Linked DNA regions of Sus scrofa: region 1 is linked to region 2. The links are chromatin contacts, called in public HiChIP or PLAC-seq maps. All regions are on one chromosome and are shown on one strand. The core of a region is the stretch at or near the end of the contact, and the rest is flanking DNA. Distances in the headings are between cores, read along the strand shown.

Region 1 (5,736 bases), core at 2,791-5,290, 360 kb before region 2:
TCTGGCTCCCGTGACCTGACAGGGTTGCTTCGCCCACAGTGATCCTGCCACCATCATTTTCTTCTTGGTGAGACTTTCATTCAAAGAAGCAGCTTAACTGAGATGAAATGATCGGCAAGGCCAGTGAGGGCTGTCAGACACCTCGAATCACACTTCCGGCATGTAATTTGCACATCCCCCTCGCCTCTTGGCCAGTTTTGCCATCTGTGCCAGGAGCTTGTCATCTGCGCCCTTCACCTGGTCAGGCGGCCTGGCTGCATTCTCTCAACACCACTGCCACTCCTCTGCCCTCGGCCTCCTGCTCCCGGTGTCCCACGCTCAGGCTTCTGGCTTTCCTGCCACCCGGGAGTATCCCTTCCCAACGTGTGCTGCTGCTCCACCTCCCTCCAGAACGAGTCTGCTGCTTTTGAATGGGGCACACCCCCCGTCAATAGATCCCGGTCACAAGTCCCACCAAGAGCAGTGACACCTAAGACGTCATATTTACCACTGCGTTATGATCCCCAATTCATTTCATTCTGCTTCATAATTAACATTCAAAGCTCTGAGGTCTTCCTGAGGCCTTCTGACATCCTCTCTAATAACCCCGAGGCACCTCTCGTGTTATCATCTCATTCCCATTCAATGGGAGACCCCAACAGCCAGGTCCCCAGGCTTTTGTTCTATTTTAAGGGTGTTCATTTGCCCTAAGGGATAAATTTTATTCAGAGACCAAGGCGTGTACTCATTATCTCAGTGACTCTTTATACAAAACTGGACCCTCACAAGAAAACTGGCCACTTCTTACTCTAACAGTGTTTGTGGTTTCTGAGCACAGTGGTCTGCAGGTTAGTGTATTATATTCTGATTATATAAAAAGTGCAGTTCAAAGTATTTGCTTGTGAGGTCAGATATTTTAAATAAGGGAATGTAACATGTAAAGGCTTGCTTTCATTGTGAAAAACACTAATAAAGATTACTGATTTACATACCTTAAACAGCACAGACCCCTGGCATTCAAAACCACAAATGTGTAGCTTGTACAGTGCTATCATATCATAGGTGTATTTAATTGATACAAACATACAACAGGGAGATCAGGTAGGCAGGGCAGGGAGGAACAGTGCCAGTGACTCTGCACCCCCCGCCCCTCCATGTGTAATAGATAAGCTCTGGCCTGAGCTTGACATGGGGGAGGTAAGGCCACTGGGCCCTGGGGCCTGGCCACAATACGGAAGTCTCTGTCCTGAATGTGGTTCTAGTATTTAAACATGTATACTCCAAAGTAACCCGGCCCTGAACAGAAAGGCCAACTACTCTGTCTGGCGTTTAACCAAAGAAACTGCCACAGCATATTCCAACACAGAAGAAAAATCTGATTTTTATATATACTGCATATCTGTATATTGTCCTTGATAAGAAATTTAACAGAACAGTGTACTTTTGACCATAGAGGACTTCTGTCTTTTAGACAGACTTTAGAATCTTAACTTTTCCAACCTTTTAAGCTGTGACTCTACTGCAAATACCCGAGTCACACGAACACATGTAAAATATATCTGCTCTCTCCCACTAGAGGGCAGCCGTGTACAGACTTGGAGGACAGAGGAGGTTTAGGAATAAAGTCTATAGTTAGAATTCTAGTTTCTGTTACCTTGAATGTGGCAAATGCATCTGAAGCTATGTCAAATGTTGACATTTCAACATATCTGAAGAAATCATAAAACTGTTCTGACCACAAAATGATTTTTGCAAGTGGTTCATGTCTGATGCACTCTCTTAACATTATCCCACAATTTAGAGCTATTTCTGGAGATTCATACCTGCAAAAAGAAAAGACAAACATAATTGCTTTTTCATTTTTAAAAAAGAAACTCTAACACGGAACGGTTCTGATTTTCAGAAAAGGAAGTTTCAGACGTGTCCTAAGTGGCCAGAGCAGGTGACAAAATGCATCTCTCTCAGAGCAGAATAGGTGCTCGGAGGGCTTTAATCAGAGGGCACACACAGGGCAGTTGGTGGTGGCTGCTTCAACCCAAGGAAAAGGAACAGTCGAGAGGGATCGTGTGAATAAAAGCTCCGGATTTAAGCTAAGAGAACTATTCAGGGTCAGACGTCCAAATCGGGTTTAGTTTTACACATGGTGCTCTCAACACTGCAGAAAAACTAACAGCTGAATCAAAATCAATAGGAAACAAAATAGTTTCCTAAACTCATAGTAGCTAAACAGGTCTATCTGATAGACCTATACATAAACAGCATTCATACTTTAAATATACATCACTGCATACCTCATTGTTTCAATTCAAGGCTCAAAATAGTACTTTCAAGATTCCTGGCAACACGCAAGCGCCGCGAAGCTGAAAGCCCAAGGCGAGGGCCCTCCCCACGCAGCCCTCCTCTGCGCCCACCTCTACGCTCTCGCCTCCTCCTCCCCTGGGATCACACCGAAAATCCTGTACTTCTTTCGGCCCAGAAACCCTCTCCGTCCGGATGCCCAAACCTCTTGGGCCGGACCCTGCCATTCTGCTCCAACGCGTCGCCCGGTGCCTCCACTTCCCTTCAAGCGCACGCACAGGTTTCGTCTCTCACCGTGTCGCCTCGTTTCCCGTCATCAGACTCCTTCCTACCATTCTACCAGTGAAGGAAGACCTCCTCGTGGCTAAAACAGTCGTGTCTCAGGACGGGAATCCTGCCACTCGGCCTCCGGACAATGCAGATCGCTGCCTCGCCCTCTTTAAAGAAAGAACCACTCTCCCCCGGCCCCACTTTCCCACTTGCTGGGTTCCCACGTCTTGCCTGGCTGAGGTCTCTCCTCTGCGGCCTCCACACGCCCTCGGGGTTCCCACCACAGCCCCCAGATGGCCCCTGCGCAGATCTCCCCTCAGCTGGAGCCGAGCATTTTCTGTTGCCGCTTCCGGGCACCTTCAGTTAAAGGCCTCCCGTAAACCTGCCGTGTCTAATTTGGCATCACTGTTTTGTTTCAGGTGCCTGGGTCTAAACAGGTCTAAGAGAACTTTCCTTGATAATGGAAATGTTCTGAATCTGTGCTGCCTACTAAGCACTTGGGACTTGGCTCGTGTGACTGAGGGACTGAATTTCAGAAGCTACTTAATCGAGTTTAAGATTAAATAACTGCGTGTTATTAGCAGGGTCTGGATTGGACAGCGCAGTTCTAACCCTTCGCCTCTTTATCCTCCATCTACTCCCCTCTTCCCACCTTCGGTGTCACCACTCCTTCTTAATACCGCTTTGAAATACCTCAGTTTCATTTCCTTTTATCTGTTCTCACTGCTGCATGAAGTCACATCTGGTCAAGCAAGTGCCCCCCAACCCGCCTCTTTGTTCTGTCTTAACACATTTACTTGAAGCACAAGTACAGCAATAACCTCTCCAGCTTAGGAGCTTCAAACAATTTCTTCTTGCTAATCAGACAGACAAACGTCTGGGCTTTAATGCCCAGGCCTCTGCGCATCCTACCTCCTCCTCTGGGTGGGCACCATCTCCCACTAGCCCGCAAAACACCCCGATTACCCCCTTATTGTTGCCAGTCACCGTGTCCATTCCTGCCTTGTACTTACTCTTTTTTTTTTTTGGCCTAAGCCACTTCTAACTATCTGGAGCCTCAATCCTAAATCCAACCATCGCTGTAACCAACCCTTGCCTTATTGGTTAAACCCACATTTTATCGCCTGAAATCCTACAGGAGTGTTACTTAGCATTACTCTTTGGTTGCACACATGGTCGTCACAGAGCCTCGCAAGACCAGAGCGGCGTTCCTCATGTCACTACGGCATGGCAGCTGCCATGCTGGCCGGCTCTTAGGTGATGAAGTGTCCGCTCACAAAAGGGCTGATGAGACAATTCATCTTTGCTGATCTGAAACAGGCTAGGAGACTAGAAGGACAAGAGTAAGGCACCTTGGTACAACAAGCTGGGCAGGTTTTGATGGCAGTTTGTCAAGTTTGTCTTAAATGATTAAACCGTAAACCAACGAGTACAAGGCAAACAGTGACGCTGTGAAACCTGTTAGCAGAGTGGAGAGCACACTAACATTTAAGTCGCCAGTGGAACAACGGCTGCCTCCAAATGCAGACTAACACTGGCAACGAGACTACTTCCAAATGCACACTAACACTGGCAGCATAACGCCCCCAAATGTCTCATATCAAAGCACTTACAGACTGAGAGGATAATACAGTGCATGAAAGTAGTCCAAACTAATTAACCAACAAGGGTAGAGAAATCTTAAAAAGACAGTTCACAGGGCTCCTGGAAGAAATGGCTCTTTCCTAGTCTGAGGCAGGAACCGGTACAAAATGAGCAAGGGACATCTCGTGCCAGACAGCAAGGAAGCTACTATCACAGACGAATGGGTTCTTGCCAAAAGCACACAGAACCAATGGGAAGGAGCTCCCAACAGCCCAAGGATGGGGAAATCTGGATATGACTGCAATGGATTGAGACACATCAAACATATTTCAAAACCCCCTAAAATGTGAATTCAAATAATGCTTAAAACAATAACATACTCATTGCTCATCTAAGGCAAGAGCATCAACTGATCATACTAAAAAATGATATTTAAAGCAAACAAAAAAATCAAGCATCTATTCTGTGTTTCCCACAGAGGTCACTGACGAGGAACAAAACACACGTAATAGATGGAGAAGGAGCAAGAGAGTTAGGAGATCGCCGCTCTGAATCCAGACGACGACCATCAGCGGATGCTAAGACTGTGCGGTGGGGGCTTGACGGAGAAGTTCAAGGTGGGCAGTTTGGACTGACAGCACCGACATCCACTCATCCACTGAAACATCACCACAGCAGGACGGCCAGAGTTGCCCAAGAGGAAGTATACTGCCCCACCCACGAAGAATTCTTGCTCCCCAAACCGAAGAACTTAAAAGAAGACAGAGGAACTTGATTACGGGTGAAACCGCAGGGCGCCAGGCCAAAACAGGTGATTTTTCTCCAAAATCAATGACCCAGTTGCTTCAGCAAATAAATGGTATTAAAAGAAGAGGGTAGAAACTACTATAGATTAAAAGAGAGTTAAGTCACATCAACCAAATTCAGGGTGTGGACCTTGCTGGAAAACTGATTTAAACTAACTGAAAACGACATTTGGGGGGGAAAATCACGGAACTCTGAACACTGACAGGGTATTAGATAATGTTGGGCTTCTCAACGATATTGCGACTACAGTAAAAACATCCTTTCTGTGTTATGTGCTACGGATGCACACTGAAGTGACGTCGCATGTGAGGAGGAAGCAAGGAGACAAAGAACAGATGAAACAAGAATGACAAAAAGTTGGTAACTGTTGAAGCCTGGTGATGGGTAGAAAGGGTTTGTTATGCGATGCCCTCGAGTTTTACGCATACTTTGCACAATAAAAACTAAAAAGGGCGGGAGGCGGGTTCTGTGGGGTTGGCTTCTGCAGGCTCCTTGCCTTCCTAAGCGGAGGTTTCTGCTCTGGCCAGCTCAGCCGAGCGCGTCAAACCTTTCTTTAATTACCTCTAGAGTCTTCCTTTACATCCTATGTAACAACGTTCACATCACAGCCCTGGCTACTCCGAGGTGAAAAACAGAGGCAGAGTTAACGAATGCTCAGATTTTAATCATCATGGCTTTCTACGGGAAAAGGAGAAATTGGCTTTCAAGATACATAAAGGCATCTGGAAGCTGCTCTAAGAACATCAAATTTCAGATTACTCACTACATGTTCACACACGCAGCTCTGGACTGATACAA
Region 2 (6,349 bases), core at 1,762-4,261:
ATCTGAAATTCCTTGTCTTCCTCTGCTCAGTGTCCAGCGACAGCCTGATCCTCCAGACAGAAGATAAAGAAGACACCCCAGAGGTGCCCTGCACCCCCTCAGGCTCCGCACCAGGTAACCTTGTTTTGAACAACGTGGGCTCACCTTGGCTTTCGCATCTACATGAGCAGGAGCCGTGGATGTTCTAGGCACAGCGCTTTCCTCTCGGCTCTCCACGACCATCTTGGTCCAGCTGCTCTCCCTGCCCTTGGGAGCTTGGACCCTGAAGGGAGACGGCATCCCCAGGGAAGGGGAGGGGAGAGAGGCTGGGAAAGGTGGCCCAGGAGGGGCACCAAGGGAGAGGGACAGGAACCCCGTTAGTACCAGCCAGACCGAGATGCCAAACACCACTAGGGGTCTTCAAAGGGAGAGCATTCATCAGCCAGGGAGCAGGTTGGGGCAGGAACCTGGAGGAAGGGACAAGGGACCGAGTCCAGGCAGGCCACTCCCCAAGGCCACTTCAATAAGGTAAAGCTCTAAGCTGCTCCTTCCAAATGCAAAGCAAACAAAGACAGAGTGGCCCTAATTCTGAATCCGTGCCCCAGACATAGATGGGCCTCCTTCCCAGCCCCCACCCTGACACTGAGGAACTTTCACATTCAAGTCTCATCATTTTTACATCGGTTGGATTTTTAAGATATTTAAATAATTTGAAAGGCAACAAATGATTTAAAAAGTCTAATGACTGCTTTCCTGCTGCCTCAGCTGTTCCTGTGCAGGTTGGAATTTGAGACGGATCTTTACATCACTGTGTAGACAAGGAAGTGACCGCCTTCTGTCAAGTCCTTCTGTCTTTCTTAGTGCAGCAAAAACTAGCAGAACTTTGTTTATTCTTGCCTAACATTCACTAGCAAGTACAGGCTGACCCTTGCTTTCATCCGGGGCCCTTGTGTATGGACATATATAAAGTACTTAACCTCCTACACTCTTTCTCAAGATGAAATAATTATAGATTCAGAAGTTCCAAAATATCCAACCACAGGCATCTAAGCAGTAATGTGTGCTTTTGGAGTTCCCGTTGTGGTGGAATGAATCCACCAGTATCCATGAGATTGAGGGTTTGATCCCTGGCCTCGCTCAGTGGGTTAAGGATCCAGCGTTGCCATGAGCTGGGGTGTAGGTCTCAGATACGGCTTGGACCCTGTGTTGCTGTGGCTGTGGCATAGGCTGGTGGCTTCAGCTTCGATTAGACCCCTAGCCTGGGAACCTCCCTATGCCTCAAGTGTGGCCTTAAAGAGAAGAAAAAGAAAGAAAAAAAAAGTGTGCTTTTCACATAGCAAAAACGTTTCCTCTCCCTGTGGCCGTCGGAATTCAAGGTCGCCACTCAGACTAGGCTGCTGGGAGCCCTTGTGCTTTTCTTCCATTGAGGAAGGGACCCTCAATAGCTGAACCCTCTTCTGAGGGGCAGTTTTTCTCTGGTCCACTGTGATAGTCACACAGGTAACAGCAACCGTAAGTTGATCACACCCCGGCAGAGCCAGGGAGCCCTGTAGACGGGCAGGTCCCCAGACCTGAGCCCACACCTGCTCTCCATCCTTCTGGTTCCCCCACTGATCTCCCTCAGCACTTTCTCAGTCCATGCTGCCTGCACTCTGAGATGGATTCTGTTTCTTTTGTCAGCGATAAAAGATGATTCTCCCAAACCACATGACCCAGAGGAACTCCAAGAGGCACCCAGGATGCCTCCCAACAAGAAAGGTAACCATTCACGGCAACATTTTTCGGAACCATGATCACTCTAAACCATTGCTCTAAAGCCATGGTGATATTTGAAAATAAGAGAGGAAATAATGTAAGAAGAAAAAGAGTTTCAGTGGAGAGCGCACATTCAGCTTCACATGTCCTCCAAAAGCCAAGAAGGTCTAAACCCCGGCTTTTGTGCAAAGGCAGGAGATGTTTTGAGAGAAGAGAGTTCTTTCACAATGCCACAGCTCTGTTGGACTCCCGCTGCTTCCGTGTTACATGGTGTGGGGCAAGAAGGAAGTGAGTAAACCAGCCGTGGAAAGAGTAACACACTCTGTGCCCTTGAGGAGGAGGACCTGAAACTCACGGACAGATGGTTCAGTTATTCAAACAGAGAAACCGAAAGGTTTTTTGAGGGAGTTCCTGTCGTGGCTCAGCGGAAACGAATCCAACTAGTATCCATGAGGATGGGGGTTCAATCCCTGGCCTTGCTCAGTGGGTTAAGGATCCAGCGTTGCTGTGAGCTATGGTGTAGGTCACAGATGTGGCTCAGATCTGGTGTTGCTGTGGCTGTGGTGTAGGCCTGCAGCTGTAACGCCAATTTGATCTCTAGCCTGGGAACCTCCATGTGCCATGGATGTGACCCTGAAAAGCAAAAAAAAAAAAAAAAAAAAAATTCCTCCGTGATTTCTTCCTTACAACTTTTTGCCTCTGCAGCTGTCCTTCAGTCTCATTGGATGACTGGTCCCTTGGCCTTTGCTTTTTCCAAGTCATCATCTGCCTTTTTTTTTTTTCCCTGTCTTTTTGTCTTTTCTAGGACTGTACCTACGGCATATGGAGGTTCCCAGGCTAGGGGTCTAATCAGAGCTGTAGCCACCTGCCTATGCCAGAGCCACAGCAACGCCAGATTTGAGCCCTGTCTGCGACCTACACCACAGCTCACAGCAATGCCGCATCCTTAACCCACTGAGCGAGGCCAGGGATCGAACCTGCAACCTCATGGTTCTTAGTTGGATTCGTTTGTGCTGTGCCACGAGGGGAACTCCTTTTCTCACCACCCTTCTTACCGACATGGAATCCAGCATTCATCGTCTGGGGAAACTACTGCTGACAGCTTAACCACTCTGGCCTTTCTGTCTTTTCTGGAAATCTCTGGCAGGTCTTGGAAGAAACTCTCGTCTGCTTCCTGCACATGGCAGCTGCAATCAGGCACTACTGAGGTGAGGCACACAGCTGTGTGGCCTCAGGATTCCCCTGCAAACAATCCCTCCTCACCACATGACCATACCACTTCCTGTGATGAGCCTTTCAAACCTTGAGCTATTTTTTTTTTCGAACTTCTGATGCATCACTGCCTCCTTTTGGCTCAACAATGACCCTTCCTCCAACTTCACAGAAAAACATCATCTGGGAATTCCCTCACTTCCTGCTCCCACCCTGCAACTCCAGACTGCATCTGCCCCTCCTTTCCAATGCCTTCTTTCTCTCCAAGGCAATGCTGACAGCATCTACGGTTCCCTCTCTTTCCTGAGAATTAAGCACCTCCTCTCCCAAGGATCTTCATTCAGCTCACGCCCAAGCCTGTCACACAGTCAGAAAAGGAACGTTTTCTTGATCCTCGTCTCACTTCGGGGGCCTCTATAGCTCTCCCTCCACTTCACAGCCCAACTTCTAGAAATGAGTTACCTAAACTTACTGTCTCCGTTTCTTCCCATTGTGGCTCAGAGGGTTAAGAACCCGACATAATCTCTTTGAGGATGCTAGTTCGACCCCTGGCCTTTCTCAGTGATTTAAGGATCCCGTGTTGCTGCAAACTGCAGTGTAGGTGGCAGATGCAGCTCAGATCTGATGTGGCTGTGGCTGTGGCTGTGGCTGTGGCTGTGGTGTAGGGTTCAGCTGCAGCCCTGATTTGACCCCTACTAGCCTGGGAACTTCTGTTTGCTAAAGGCGTGGCCATAAAAAGGAAAAGAAAAATAAATAAAATTTCAGCATCACCCAGCAGGTTAAGGATCTGGCATTGTCAGCAGTTTGGCTCATTGTCAGCAGTTTGGCTCATTGCTGTGGCATGAGTTTGATCCTTGGCCTGGGAATTTTCACATGCCGTGGGCACAACCAAAAAAAAACTATTTTTTTAAAAATTTCAGCATCACCTAAGGTTAGCAATGACCTCGTAGCCACTGTGTTTTGAAGACCAAATATAAAAGCTAAAAATTGTTGACATACAAGGTTGGTAGATCAATGTCTGTAGTTATAAAAGATGGTCTGTAACCTTTTTCTTTAGGAAAGAAGAAAAAAAGATGTATCTGGGCAACCCCCAAAAGAAGACACAAGAAAAAATGCCTCCCAAGAGGTAAGATGAGAGGGGGCTGGAGGTAGTTCATGCTTGTCCACCAAGGTGTGGGAGGTAGGATTTTATTCTAAATGCAATGGGGAATCCCTGAAGAGATCGAATCAGGGAAGTGACATAATCCAATTTTAAACTTGGCGAGACCAATTCTGGTGCTATGTAAAGAATGAACTGGATATAGAAAACACCAGAAGCAGGGCAACCCTTTAGAGGACAGATACCTCGGGAGTTGACAGCAGCTTGGATTCAGATCGGGCAGTGGAGATGGAGAGATCTAGTCAGGATCAGTTTGCAGGTAGAGCTGACAACACTTGGTAAATTAGAAGCTGAGGATGAGAGGGAGACATTAAGGCTTGCTCTTCAATTTCTGGCTTAAGTGGCTGGTAGAATGGTGGTACCATTGGTGAAAGAGAATGCAAATATATGAGGGGGATTTTTTTTCAAATCCAATTTTTAGCCTATTCATTTCAAGATCTGTGCTAACTAACTGTGCATTTGAACCAAGTATGAGCCTTGTCTGAACTGAGAGGGTCTGGAGATGTTAACCCCCCCACCCCTTGCAGAGAGACGTTTTTTGATGTATGAATATTGCAGAAACACAAAGCACCTGGGTCAAAGAAAAGAATTCTTTATTGATAGTCACAACCAGCTCAGTATTGCAGCATTTATCCCCCACACACAGACCCCCAGGCATGAGAAAAGAACTGATGAATTCTTTCTCTATGAGTGGCGGATTTCACCCCATAGACGAAAGAGAAAGAAGGATGGATTTTCTGTTTATGTGCAGGACCGGGACAGCTATGCTCCTCCCCTCCGAAAGGAGAAAAAAAAATCTTTTGCTGCTTTGAGATAAGATTGAAAAGACCCTGGGACCTCACCCTAATGTGGGAGAATTTAAATGCTTCTTTCCCAGAGTCAGAGAAACCCCGGGTGTCTCCATCTTTTATTAAAGATATCTCCAAGTTCTGGGCTTCATCCCTTTTGAAATATAAACACCTAGGAATTCCCATTGTGGCTCAGGGGTTAATAGTCTGACTAGCATCCATGAGGATGAGGGTTCCATTCCTGGCCTTGCTCAGTGAGTTAAAGATCTGGCGTTGCCGTGAGCTGTGGTGTAGGTCGCAGACATGGCTTGGATCCCGCATTGCTGTGCCTCTGGCATCGGCAGGTGGCTATAGCTTCAATTTGACCCCTAGCCTGGGAACCTCCATATGCTGCAGCTGTGGCCTTAAAAAACCAAAAAAAAAAAAAAAGAAAAGAAAAGAAAGAAAGGAAGAAATATAAACACCTAGGGATAGAGTCTCCAGTATTCCTGGTTCTTTGGGAACTTAGCCCTGGCTGTAATTATTTGGCCGTCTCAGGAGATGAGAAATTTTATGACCTTTTAGGATTAGACAGAACTTAACTAGCCCCCGATCCAATTTCTACGGTGTAGGAAAAGTAAAATATTTCTAGGGGAAGTGAGAGCAAACATCCCCTATTTTTATACTGTATGCATTTTCATGTCTCAGGAGGCTAGGGCTGGTTACAGAAGGGCTGAGAAATCAAGGAAACTTAATTTCCCCACAGTTTGTCAATTTGGCACCCAATAAAAAATCTGGCCCAAAGATACAAATATAAAGTTTATTTGATATTTATATCCAGATCCATAGGAGAAGAGAGCCCGAAAGCTAAGCCCACACACACACCTCCCCTCACCTGCTGGTAAATCCTCTAAGGTCTCAGCCTCACTCTCCTTGCAAGGCCCCTGACTCTCAATTCTTTGGTACCTTACACTCTCCCCACTAGAGGCACCCAGGCATCCCAGATCTCCCTGCCTCCAGTACTGCACACAGGCCCTAGGGAACCTGGAAAAGTGCTCTGCAAGACTCCTCTGCTGAAACAGACCATCTGGCTGTGTTTCCTTGGATGTGGCGCCTTCTGGCAGCAGGGGTCACAAGCCAAGAATCAGGAAACAAGTCCCCCCAAATTTAGCTGGTTGATTTCTACAGGTTGCACAGAGAGTGAGAGCAGCTGGTGAATTGGGGGAAAAGAAAGGCACACACCATAACAAAATATGTCAAAAAAAAAGGAGTTCCTGTCATGGTGCAGTGGAAACAGATCCGACTAGGAACCATGAGGTTTCGGGTTCGATCCCTGGCCTTGCTCAGTGGGTTAAGGATCTGGTGTTGCTGTGAGATGTGGTGTAGGTCACAGACGTGGCTTAGATCTGGAGTTGCTGTGGCTGTGGTGTAGGCCAGCGGCTACAGCTCCGATTAGACCCCTAGCCTGGGAAACTCC

The links. HiChIP or PLAC-seq counts read pairs in DNA pulled down with a chosen protein or histone mark.
Region 1: a contact with region 2 is called in an H3K27ac HiChIP or PLAC-seq map of alveolar macrophages. The contact joins two enhancer-like sites. A contact is called at or near these places in 1 of 47 Hi-C or Micro-C datasets (alveolar macrophages) and 1 of 2 datasets of contacts at active chromatin or transcription factors (alveolar macrophages).

The regions. Positions count from the first base shown.
Region 1 is chr15:131,562,910-131,568,645 of Sscrofa11.1, reverse strand. CAB39 (calcium-binding protein 39) reads right to left here. Exons shown (of 9, transcript XM_021075733.1): 5 at 1,634-1,802. Among named protein-coding and RNA genes, the nearest start is that of ITM2C, 49 kb to the left of the region's middle. Within about 2 kb of position 4,040, at least 16 of the 83 cell types and tissues checked have an H3K27ac peak or open chromatin away from gene starts, as enhancers often do. A contact at or near this core is called in alveolar macrophages, where this site is marked.
Region 2 is chr15:131,202,658-131,209,006 of Sscrofa11.1, reverse strand. It overlaps SP110 (sp110 nuclear body protein), which reads left to right. Exons shown (of 17, transcript XM_021075649.1): 5 at 31-114; 6 at 1,660-1,737; 7 at 4,004-4,072. Among named protein-coding and RNA genes, the nearest start is that of SP140, 19 kb to the left of the region's middle. Within about 2 kb of position 3,011, at least 13 of the 83 cell types and tissues checked have an H3K27ac peak or open chromatin away from gene starts, as enhancers often do. A contact at or near this core is called in alveolar macrophages, where this site is marked.